Regions from separate parts of the Anser cygnoides genome. Here region 2 is linked to region 1. A link is a contact called in public Hi-C data. All regions are on one chromosome and are shown on one strand. Each heading gives the region's core, a stretch centred on a gene start, on an enhancer-like site or on the middle of the called end of the contact. The rest is flanking DNA. Distances are from core to core; before and after follow the strand shown. Region 1 holds the start of KSR1 (kinase suppressor of ras 1). Region 2 overlaps KSR1 (kinase suppressor of ras 1).

Region 1 (2,952 bases), core at 278-2,777:
ATTTCCAGCGTTCCTAAGAGGAGGGGAGCAGATACAGACTTTTTCATAAGGTTGGAATGATGGAGGTAATAAACAAAATAAGTGACTTTCCCAAAACCACAGGACGTATCACATGGCAAACTAATTAAACCCTAATCCAGCAAAGCCCTTAGTATATATAAAATTTACATGAGCATGTGAATAATGGCAATGGAATCAAATACTTAGCCTGATCCACCTGCTTAAGAAAATTACTGAACAGTTTATGCCACACTACTCGATGCAAATGCAGCCAAGCTAACAGATATACCAATACCCATCCAATCATGAGAAAAACAGCTGTGTCAACAGATTTGCCCTGCTCCACTGCCTCATGCCCTACATTCATAGTGTATTCCCTCCTTTTTTGCATAAACCTCTTTACTGTATTGCCACATGTGGCTCGGGTATCATTTTAGCTTTTAAAATCTGGTGTCAATCTCTCACAAATTAAAGAGGCAATCTTCTGCCAGCAGGGTGCAACTAAATTGCCCTTCTGGATCCCTCACATGAGACGAACAGCCGTCACCCTGCTAATAGCGGGGAGGCATTATTCCTGCAGTGACATCTCCTACCTACCGCAATACATCGGCCCTGTGCAGGTCCCCAGGCAGCCAGGACTCGCAGCTCCCCGCACCGGCTTCCTCGAGGTCCTGTGCTGAAAGCTTTGTCCACGGCGGTTCCACAAGGCCGTAATAAATTTCCCTCCTATTCATGATATGAGTGAACCCGTACAACTCCTGCACTCGAGTGTTTATATTCACTACAAGATGTTTATAATAATGCCCACTTCATGTGCTAGACCTGCACTTATTCTTTACTAGGTAGACGTTTATGTCAAATAAAACATGTATCTGGCCGATTTATAGAACATCTGGGAAAGGCTACTTCAGGAGAGCACTCTACGGCCTTAGTAGGCAACTTGGTTATGGCGAGAACATGGCTGGTATTTATTTTACACCGTGGTGTAGCGTTTTACACCGTATTTTACACCGTGGTGTAACGGCAGAGCCCTGTCAGTGAGGGCCCGGCTCCTCTCCTCACACCGTGACAGTCTGAAAACACACTTCTGATGCCGTTTTTAACCTTCGCTAACCTCCTCACAGCGTTTGGCACCCGCAGGTGCAGGAATGGCCGGAGCCCTGGCCCACGGCAGGGCGCTGCGGCCGCCCGGCGCCGCCCCTCAGGTGCTGAGGTGAAGGCGCCGCCCCGCGCCGGTGCCTCCCGCTCGGGCGGGCCTGCGCCAGGGCCCCCTCAGGGCTCGCTCACGGCTCCCTCAGCGCGAGGCCGGCACGGCGGCGGGGCCGAGGGGCTCTGCGGGGGACCGAGAGGGCAGCGGGGAGCTGAGGCGGGCCGGCCGCAGGCGAAGCCGGGCCCCGTGCCTGTCACTGCGCGGCGACAGCCCGGGGAGAGCCGCGCTGAGGCGAGGCGGGGCGGGGCGGGGCGGGGCGAGCCGCCGCCTTCCCGCCTTCCCTCCCTCCCTGCCGCCCGCCTTCCCTCTCAGCCCGCCCGCCGCTCCCCCCGCCGCCGCCGCCTCTCCTCGCCGGCCTCCCGATGCCGAGGAATGGATAGAGCGGCTGCCCTGCGAGCCGCCGGCATGCTGGAGAGGAAGGAGCGGAGCGGCGGCGAGGCGGCGGCGGCCGGCGGCGGCGCGGGGCCCCGGGCGGGTGCGGGTGCGGGTCCGTGTCCGGCGGCGCGGGGCTTGCCGGCCGTGCGGAGCACGCTGCAGCAGTGCGGGCTGCTCCAGGACCTCATCGACATCTCGCTGTCCAACCTGCGCGGGCTCCGCACCAAGTGCGCCGCCTCCAACGACCTCACCCAGCAGGAGATCCGCACCCTGGAGGTACGGGGCCGGGGTGCGGGGGGGGGGGGAGGTGTCCGCAGCGGGGGCCCGAGGCCTGCCCCCTCCCCGCCGCCTCCCCCGGCCCCGGGGCGCTCCTTGCCCCTGCCCCGCCGGACGGGGGCGGCGGGGGGGCGGCCGCGGGGCCCGGCGGGCGCTGCCAGGGACCCCCGGCCGGGGGCATCCCGCGGGCTGCCGGTGCCGGGAGGGCGGAGGCGGAGGCCGGCAGCCGGGGACAGGTGCGGGGAGCGCCGGGCCCGCGGGGAGGGAGGGTGGGGGGGGCCGCGTTTCGCTGCCGTGCGCGCGCTGCGCGGCCCCGCGGCCCTCCGGCGGCGCTCGGCCTCCCCGCGGGGCGGGCGCGGGGCGGGGGGGGGGGGGGACGGGACACCGGCGGAGGCCGGGGGCTGCCCCGGGCGGGCCGAGGTGTGCCCAGGTCGCTGGGTGTGCTCCCGGGGCGCCCTTCCAGGCCCGCCGCTCGGCCCCGGCTCGGTTTGCCGATCGGAGCCCGCCCTGTTCGCCCCGGTGCGGCGGGCGAGCAGCGTCGCGGCCCGTGTGGGAGAGAGGTCGTGCTGCTCGGGGAGGTTCTGTGACACTGTTCGTGCACCAGACGCGCGGTGCTCCCGGATGAGGGCTGAGTCTGCACACGGGTCTGCGCGAGTATTTAGAAAGGGAATTTGGATTTGGTTTTGTTTGGTTCGTTTGAGCTTTAGGTACTTAATAACCCCCCGTGTTTCGCCTCGTGTGCAGGTGATGCTGCTCTGGGCAGAGCAAGCGGTTCCCACCCAGCGCCGTCCTTGAGCAGGAGCCTCACGCGAAGGCCCGTGGTCCCTTCCTCTAGCCTGACGCTGGGGGCCATCGAGCTAGAGCATCAGGCTCAAGGAAGGAAAATCCTTACAACCGCGTAGCTCTAACAAACACACGTGCTGTAAAACACATCGCTTAAGAAATGAAGGCTGGAAAAAATTTGTGAAACAATAGGTGGTAGCTCTTGGCACTGCCTCTTAGAAATCTATCATTCTTCCTTCTCTTCTTCCTCTGCCTTATTTTTTATTTTTTTAATTTGGAGTGCTCTTTTTCCTCCTGCCACCTCCAAA
Region 2 (2,952 bases), core at 120-2,619, 41 kb after region 1:
GTGGGAATTTAAGCACCTTATGTAATGGGCTTTCCCTCCTAGCATCTGCTGCTTTAGGGGAGGATGACTGGTGAGGGAACGTATTGATTTAAGAGGCAGCACTTCAGGCCTCGTCAGCTGTCTGGCTTTATAGGAAGAGCCATGTCTACTAGGTTGAGGGGCAGGTCAGACTGATTTTTCCAAGTGCTAGCAGCAGCATTAGCTCTGTAGGCTTATCTGCAGGGAAGAAAGAGTCTTTACCAAAAATACCTCATCCACTGTGTTAGATATCAGCTTTTTTGCCATGTTTCAAGGATTTAAGTTGGACAGTAGACAAGATTAAAGACCTCCTTACACTATCTTGAACTCTTCACCCTTGCTAATTTAGAATAGGTTGGGTGGCCTCTTGGACACTCTGGTTTGCTTTTCTCCCTTTTAAACATGCACACTGTGAAGTGCACAGTCTGTGTGTCTGACAAGCAGGCAGGCTTTGTAGAAAAGTCCTCTCACCTGCTGTAGAGAGGGCTGATTTCCTGGTTTGGGCTGAGCGGTGTGTGGTGAGTAAGGCTTCAGGTTTTGCTGTTGCCACTTCTAGGTGCGGAAAGATTGAAAGCAGGTTCTATCTCCTGCCTTTTTTTTTTTTTCTCTCAGTTTGGCCCTATTAGAGTAGCATGTGAATGTCTCACAGCTTGACATGTCATTCTGTAGTCGAGGCAAGTGTGCTGAGGGAGATGGTACCTCTATCGGCCCTAAAGCAAGCCTGTAAGCTGCATGGTTGTTTTTTTTTTTTAAAGATGCATTTTTTTAAAGCTGCAGCACCCATGAAGAGGCAGGTGGAGACCCACATTTCTCTGTTGGACACACATTGGTCCTCAGTGCTGCAGATGGGCAGCGACTGCTTTCCAGGTGCCCAGAATTGCCTTGCACCAAGGGGGCTGGAGCCCACCTCCCAGGGCCTCCTCCCTCCCAGCTCACCCGCTCAGCCAGGGCACTGGCACCGATCGGCTCTGTTGTAAGATCCGTCTTGAACCAGTGACCCTCATCATTTTCACAGAGGCTGAGGGGGCTAACACAGAGATAAATTATATAAGGCCAATCTTGCAGGGCTCAGGTTGACCAGTTTTATATTAAGCCACCGTATGTGTGCAGCACATGAGTGGCTCTTTAATGAAAGCCTCTTACTTCCCCTCCCTCCCCCTCTTCAAAAGCTTATTTCTTTTGTCGCGTGTCATGGGGACTGGCAGCAGGTTCAGAAAGTCTGAGCTCCCAGCTCAAGGTCATTGGGATTGTTTAACTATAATCTCCTTTTCTGTGCTTATACTTTCCTACAACTTGCTGGTCTGTTTTTCCAAAATTAAACTATCAAGCAAAAGAGTAAATTGGGCTTTATATGCTGGCCCAGGACAGGGACAAGCCAGCAGCAGGCTGGGCTGTTCGCCGGGGTGTGTGTCTGTGTGAAACTGCCTGGGACAGGGAGCAACGTGGGCAGCGCAGAGCCAGGGCTGCCGGTGACTGGTGACTGCTCGTGGCCACGCGTTGGGCTGCAGGGCACAGACCTGCTGAGGAAGTGAAACCAGGCAGCTCGGGGTGATCGAGTTCAAGCCCTCCCTAGTGGTTGTGTACTGCAGATGAGTAAGGGAAAGGGAAAAAAATGCCCCGACACTTCAAAGAAGATCAATAGTTTGGATTGTTTTGTTTTTCAAAAATTGATCTTAATTTTTTTCTGTACAACTAGGAAGGCTTGGAAACTAAAGTGAAAGCTGGAGATTCCTTGTTGCAGGGGGTTGATCTTTAAAAAAGAAAAGCACTAAACGCTGTCAGATTTGCAAGAATGGGCAATCCTGGAGTTTAACCATGAAGCTGCACTGGGACAAAAATGTCAAGTTCTCTGTGCCAGTAAATGTCAATTGTGCTCCTCTGGGAAGGAGAGAAGGGCCTGTGAGGCTCTGAACGACGCTGTGCAGGACCACGGCCACTCCATGAATATTGCAGCCACCCCTCCCCACCACCCTCCCACATCTGTAGTGCTTGTGACAACAATTCTGTGCTTGTGAGTTGTCCCTTGGGCGTGAGTGCTGTGCTCAGAAAGCCAGGAGCTAAGCCGAGATGCCATTCCACATACCTCTTACAGCAGGGAATGGGAATTCCCCAGTTAAGCCTTGTAGATACTTGCACAACCAGGAGAGCTAATTTGGGGTAAGTAAAAATAGTCAGCTCCTCCTCATTGATACAACTTGAAGTTCACTTTCAATATGTACTCAGTTTTTTCAGTATAAAGGCCTAAAGGGCCATTCCTTACTCCGTTGACGACTAACTGCATGGGTGTAAGGCTCTTGTCACAGGTGCTGTAGCACAGGTCCTAGGTAACTCCTGTACTTTGCCCTTCTTGGGGAAGGAGAGCAGACAAAACCTGACTGCATCACGGCTACTTGAGTGGACACAGGCTTGCAGAACAAACTGACTTCCTTCTTTCTTCTACCCTCCATGTGTTTAAAGCATATATAAAGTTGGGATTTGCTTTCCTGTGATTTCTAAACTGGGCAGAGAGAACCCTTTTCAGTATCTGATGCCACACTTGCTTTTACAAAGCATTGAGGCTCACCTGTCATTTGTGGCAGTCCAAACACCACCAGCTGCTGAGCCTCGATACCCGGTGCCAGCCGTTAACCCGAGCGTTAGCGCTGCAGGTCAGCGGTGCTCGGCGGTGCTGGGGCCTGCCACAGAGCCGTGCTGAGGAAGTCGGATCCCCAGGGGGCATCCAGCCCACCTGGCCCTGCTCGCGTCTGCTCGTGCAGGCTGTTGAAGCCTGGGCTAGGGACCGGGCTATGAAGGAAGTGCTCTGCTTTCCTGGGGAAATCGTAGTCTCTTTCACTTTACTGATTGACTTGCTAATAGCTCTAATAAGTTACTGGTTACTTTTGTGTCGTGCAAAGGATGGGGAAGTGAGGTGATGCTGGGTAACGTGACTTGGTA

What was found. Hi-C and Micro-C count contacts between places; a contact is called where the count stands out from the background.
Region 2: a contact with region 1 is called in a Hi-C map of liver, with 2.3 times the contacts expected there. The contact joins the enhancer-like site here to the promoter of KSR1 in region 1. A contact is called at or near these places in 5 of 7 Hi-C or Micro-C datasets (fetal liver, granulosa cells and liver).

What each region holds. Positions count from the first base shown.
Region 1 is chr18:12,067,765-12,070,716 of Taihu_goose_T2T_genome, forward strand. KSR1 (kinase suppressor of ras 1) reads left to right here and starts at 1,528. Exons shown (of 19, transcript XM_066979825.1): 1 at 1,528-1,861. The coding sequence starts at 1,583. It overlaps LOC106043768 (a long non-coding RNA gene), which reads right to left and starts at 1,500. Exons shown (of 6, transcript XR_010825798.1): 1 at 598-1,500.
Region 2 is chr18:12,109,247-12,112,198 of Taihu_goose_T2T_genome, forward strand. All of the region lies in intron 2 of KSR1 (kinase suppressor of ras 1), which reads left to right. Among named protein-coding and RNA genes, the nearest start is that of KSR1, 41 kb to the left of the region's middle. Within about 2 kb of position 1,370, at least 1 of the 3 cell types and tissues checked has open chromatin away from gene starts, as enhancers often do. A contact at or near this core is called in liver, where this site is marked.